Linked DNA regions of Mus musculus: region 1 is linked to region 2. Evidence: chromatin contacts called from public promoter capture Hi-C data. All regions are on one chromosome and are shown on one strand. Each heading gives the region's core, a stretch centred on a gene start, on an enhancer-like site or on the middle of the called end of the contact. The rest is flanking DNA. Distances are from core to core; before and after follow the strand shown.

The links. Promoter capture Hi-C pulls out the DNA fragments that hold promoters and counts their contacts.
Region 1: a contact with region 2 is called in a promoter capture Hi-C map of stem cell-derived epiblast-like cells, with 6 times the contacts expected there. The contact joins the enhancer-like site here to the promoter of Pdp1 in region 2. A contact is called at or near these places in 6 of 39 promoter capture datasets (the 3T3-L1 cell line, 3T3-L1-derived adipocytes, the HPC-7 cell line and 3 more) and 2 of 115 datasets of contacts at active chromatin or transcription factors (astrocytes and embryonic stem cells).

The regions. Positions count from the first base shown.
Region 1 is chr4:13,802,664-13,805,601 of GRCm38.p6, forward strand. All of the region lies in intron 1 of Runx1t1 (RUNX1 translocation partner 1), which reads left to right. Among named protein-coding and RNA genes, the nearest start is that of Runx1t1, 19 kb to the left of the region's middle. Within about 2 kb of position 1,353, at least 10 of the 459 cell types and tissues checked have an H3K27ac peak or open chromatin away from gene starts, as enhancers often do. A contact at or near this core is called in embryonic stem cells and stem cell-derived epiblast-like cells, where this site is marked.
Region 2 is chr4:11,965,072-11,967,776 of GRCm38.p6, forward strand. Pdp1 (pyruvate dehyrogenase phosphatase catalytic subunit 1) reads right to left here and starts at 1,379. Exons shown (of 3, transcript NM_001098230.1): 1 at 1,231-1,379; 2 at 543-577. The coding sequence starts at 573. It overlaps 1700123M08Rik (RIKEN cDNA 1700123M08 gene), which reads left to right and starts at 1,503. Exons shown (of 5, transcript NR_040577.1): 1 at 1,503-1,612.

The DNA of each region.
Region 1 (2,938 bases), core at 103-2,602, 1.8 Mb after region 2:
ACTTCTTTTCCCTTGCAAGGCAGGGAAAATCTGAAGCGATATGTAAGTGGGCATATGGGCTTCTAAGGATGAAATAGCTGTGATTCTGAAAGAACAAAGGCCATGGTGTCAGTGTTCCATTTAACTCAGGCACGCTTAGTTTAATTATCTGCATAATTTCCTTCATCCCATTTATGCCTTTGGCCACCATGTCATCCTATCTCGTAATAACTGAGTTATAACTACGTAAGGATTGTCTCTAAGTGTAAATGAGTTTCAGAGATTGCACACTATGATTGAAACTCTTCTTATTTCAGTTTCTTTTTTATGTTTATATTTTGGTGTTTTGGCATGCGCTTTCTGAGCTAAGAATGGGCTACAGCTGGCCGTCCTCTAGCTTGCTAGCCTGACCAAGGATTAAATTTAATGTGAAACCCACTGAGTTTTCTTGAGCCTAGGAAAAGGCTTTGCTGAGGACCCCAGGAATGTAAAGACAGGAAGGCATGGCCTATCCCTAAGTTACTTAGAGCCTCCAGGAGTCTATAAAGCTAAATGGGGATTGTTTCTGCAGACTGAGAACAAATTTCAAGAGGGGAATTTCAAGCTCAGATCTGTGCAGGAAGATGTTTAAAGCATGAAGGGACTGAAGACTGAGTTGGAGATTCACAGAGTAGTTAGTTGTTACTTGGAAGAAAAAAGCTTTGAACAAAGTCCAGATGCTACATACATCTTGAGCTTGGGTAGCGGCAGCACAGTTGATTTCAGTAGAAAGAGGAAAAGTTAGCAGGGAGAATTGGTTTTCCTATAATGGTCTCATCCATAGGTTGAATTTGATTTTTTTTTTAAAGGATATAGTAGCCATGCTGTAGACAGTAACTTGGGTGTGAGATTGCGACCTGACATGTAATTTAAAGCAGAAAAATTAAATTACAAATCTCTTCATATGAGTAAATGACTTTGAGAAAATGGAGACTATATTCATGGAAATGTTAAATTTGTATCAGTGCTTGGAAGTTTATTTTGGAATTGATTTTTTTATATTCTTTCCACTACGTGTAAGCTGTTATTTCTGATATTTTCAATGCAGCATTTATTCTTCTTTTAGGTATCAGAATTTTACCTGTATCTATCATACTTAGGAGTCTCCATCTTTTCTAGCCACCCCACTAGGACTACCTTTCACTGCTTCTTCTGTTAAGTTATATATGGCATGCTCATGGTAGAATCCATTGACTCCCGAGTCTCCTTGCTTGCACAACACGGGCTTGCAGTGAGGGGGTGGGGGGTGGGGGCTGATTGCAGCAGAAAAGAAGGTGGCCTTGCCTGGTATTGTGATGCGTATGCATACCTGGGAAATCCCCACCCTAGGAGAGCAACCACAAAAGGATTCTTCTGAATTTGAGCAGATTCTGGGCTGCATCATTAATTCCAGGCAAGTCTCTCTACCTCCTGAAATCACAACCATCCACTCCCCGAAAGCCTAGACTTTGTGCTCAGACAATTGGGGGTCATTTCCAGATCTGCTTGCTGCTTATTTGGTCTCTCTGTCCCTGCTTCCTTGGTCTGATCCTCTTGAGTATTCGGTGGCCTTACCTACAGTGCTTCATGAGCGGTTGGTGAAGCAGAGGAGGCGAGGGGATGTTGATAATGCATCTCCCAGCTAACTTCAGGAACTTTCTCGGTGAATATATGAGGGACAGTGGGTTTTGATTTACTTTGTTCACAACTTCCACACTGCTTACGTTTTCACATCTTGAGAAACCTGACAGAAACACTGACAACTCAACATCTTCTTGGTCCTGTGAGCCATGCTTCCCTATCGATTCTGTAACCTAGTCTCCAGTGGACTCCCCATTGCCACCTTTCCTGAGAATTTGCAGGAATCGCATTTGTCTTCACACTCATAAAATGTGGAGAATGACAGCTGCCAATCAAGGTCTTTTATCAACAGCCGAGACTAGACTTGGCTTTTGCTCTGCCATGTCCTGTATTGCCTGTATCTCTACCAGTTTCTTATAAGAGAATAAACCCACTCACCCACCCACACATCCGCCCACCCACACATCCACCCACACATCCATACATCCACTCATCCATCCATGATTCCCCTTACCCATCACGTAGTCTATTCTTGATTACACTTACATAAAGCTTGACAATTATATAAGGTAAACAAGCACTATCTGACAATTTTAATCTAAGAATGAATGTAATAAAATGATGAAAAATTCAGAAATTTGAAGTTCAACTTAAGGTTTTTATGATTATAATTATTTAAATATTACTGTTTTAATAAGGACTTTTTAAACTTCAAAGGAAACATAACTAAAAAAATTTCATATGTAACATCTTTAGTATAATACAATATGTTTGTTACTACAAAGCTATGAAATCATTATAGTACTTTTTATTTAAAATGTTATGTTTGCCTTTTTAAATTTTATTTATTTATTTAATTTATCATTGTTCTGCTGCATATATCCACAGACCAGAAGAAGGCATCATAGCTTCTTAAAGATGGTTATGAGCCACCATGTGGTTGCTGGGAATTGAGCTCAGGACCTCTGGAAGAACAGTCAGCACTCTTAATCACTGAGCCATCTCATCAGTCCTGAATGTCATGTTATGTTAAATGAATGTTATGTTAAATATTATGATGTTCATCTTATGGTGTTCATCTTATGCTGTTCATTTTAAAAGGGGTATTGTGGCTTTTTATTTGTAGCAAGGTCTCATGTAGCCCAGGCTATCCTCTGTTCCTCACAATGTAACAGGAGCTGGCCTTGACCTCCTGATCTCTCCTGCCTCCACCATGCTAACACTGGGATCACAGGAGGGCATAAGTATGCTTGACTCGCTCATTTTTCGAGGAGATTCCACCAAGTTAGTTTGGGGACACTTGAGGATATCTCAGCTAATCTTAGAAAATGGATGTCAGTTTGCTTAAAATAATTTTAAA
Region 2 (2,705 bases), core at 129-2,628:
GTGTGCTGGGCAAAGCCTGTGTCAAGATTTTATTCCACTTAATCAATAAACCCATGGACCAAATCGATTAGAAAAATGCTACTGGTGCGCCTACTCTGGAGCTTCTCGGTCTTGCAAAGATTCTAACGCAAATGAAAATAAATACTACACTTTTCATTACACGTATCAGAACCTCCGTTTATGTAATCTGATTGCATTAAACGCCCTGCATTAAGATTTGTAATTTTTCAGCATTTTCTGGAAACGCCTAGCCATTTCACAGCTCAAGTTCAGTGTCTACAAGAATGAAGAAAAGCCATTATCCTTAAAACACAAAGAACCAAACCAGCACTTGTTTGGTCAGTTTCGTGTGTCCCAGAATATCACACTTAAGCTATCAAAAAATAAAAATAAAAATAAAATCTGGTCCAGAGCGCCTTTGTCTCCTTTTCCTTATCTCACCCTTTAATTCCATGAGGACCCCTAGAGCCATCCATTCATACACAAAATCAGTCACCATCCTTCCCTGGGTACCCAACACAGGTAGTTATGTGAATACCTACCAATTCGTCTGGGCCCGGGACACACACACATTCTCCTGTCATCACAACACGGAGCCGACAACATCCACAACCCGCGCGGACAGCAGCAGCGACAGCAGCAGCGGCCCATTGAAAGCAAAGCAGAGATGCTCATTAGAGGAGGCGGCGGCGGGGAGGCGGGAGCGGAGGAGGGGCGAGGTCTCGCAGCAGCCCAGTGAATGGGCTGGGAGGGGAGGAGAGAATGGAGGGGGGAGAAAGGGGAGGGGAGAAGAAGAAACCAAACAAACCCACCCGGCAGGCGAGGCGGCATCACAGCCCCCGGCGGGCAACTCCAGGAGCCCGGACAGGCGCACCGCCGCCGCTCCATGCAGCCAGCGCACCGAGCCCACAAGCACTCAGCATCTTCAGGCCCGCCCGGCCCCACGCCGCGCCCGCTTCCGCAGAGCTCCAGGCACAGCCCGCCGTGGGCAGCCGGCTCCGCCACGCGGGGCCAAGCGTGTCAGCGGGGAGCCGAGGCAGACACGCCCGGGCCACAGCGGGCGCCCCGCGCGCTGACAGCCGGGTGCCGCCCGGGACCCGCGGCAGCTCCTCGCGACCGAGGCTCCGCGCGCACCCGGCCCTCCACCCGCGGCCGCTCCCCACGCGCGCCCTCCACTTCACCGCCCTGACGCCCCCTCACGACTCGGCAGCGGTGGACGAGGATACCAACCGGGCACAGTCGAGCACCCGCTGCGGTCTGCCCCGGGTGGCGGCCGCACCCCTCCGTGCGCGTCCTTCCCTCACTCAGCACCACGCAGCACCCCGGCGCGCTGCAGCTCGGCCCAGGCCAGCCCACTCCGCGCCCCTGCCTCGCCCGGCCTCCACCCTGCCCCGCCCCCACAGGCGCTCTTGAGCTCTTCGCCTTCTGATTGGCTGCGCAATGGCGGGTGGGCGGGACCCGGAGGGCCAGAGGGGCGGGGGGCGGAAGAGGGCGCGCTCCCCGCCAGTTTTGTGACGTCACGGAGGTCAGACAATCCCTTCCATTTGGCGCGGCTAGCCTATTGGTTCCACGCGTGCGCGCGCCCCGTGACCACGCCCTGTTGCTGGTGAAGGTGGGTTTGCGCGTGCCGCGAGGTGGACAGCCTTGGTTGGGTTGCGTTTGGACTCCCAGATGGGGAAGCGCCTGGGCGGGATCCAGCATCCCTGAGCGCGTGGCGCTTTGGTAGCCAGTTGCTTCCTGGCGGGCGGGCTTTCGCGAATGCCTGGCACTTCTGCTGGGCCCCGCGTGCTGCTCTGGGCTGGCCTGAGAGCCAAGCCTCCTCTGCACTGGGCTGCCCCAGGTAGACCGCGGGAACAACACAATTGAGGCGTGGCAGAGCGTCTCGGCGGTGTCTCGCTTCATTCATTCAAGATCAAGTTGCTGATTTTAGGGTTATTAGGTCGGATTGATAGTCAATTATTTTTATGTCTCCGGGCTAGGAAGCTGTAAACAAAAGCAAAAGGAAGTTTGATGAAGGAATTCTTATCTTTGTAGATAAGAATAACACGAGTGCTCTTGTTCTTGGAAGGACTTTGAAATCAGCATTCCCTCCTTGGTCCCTGACTCATTCAGAGTTATGAATTTTAAAATGCAGCCAGTGAAAGTGGGAAGAGCACTGAACTTGGAGTCAGAAGAGCCTTTCAAGTTATTCCCAGTGACAAAAATCCATCTTCCTCCCATGAGACTCAGTTTGCCTATCTGTGGGGTGAGGTTAGGCTTAAGATGTGCTAAACAACACACTAAGGGTTCTTGCTGCCATCTGCGGTTGTCTCTTTATGGGACAGTGCCTTCTTCACTTACCTACATCCACATAGATGCCATCTTCATGACATGAAACTTTCTTGGGAGAAGCTATGCTTCTGCCCAGTGTTAATGAGTTTACGTTGATTTATTCTACACCTTATTAACTAATAAAGTTTACAAAGTAATTTGGACTAGATAGATGAACTCCCAAGTTTACTGTGAAATTTTATTAATCCTGAAGTATTTAAATTTTTATGTAATAAAGGAAAAACCTTATATAACCAAACCTGCAATTCATAATTCCCCAAATCTTTCAAGCTGCCTCTATTTCTAAACTGGAGAATTTGCTCATCCCCAGAAGAGGCTTACGGGCAGAGATGATTGGTGAGGGGGAAAATATAGGTACCTTTCCCCAACCAAGA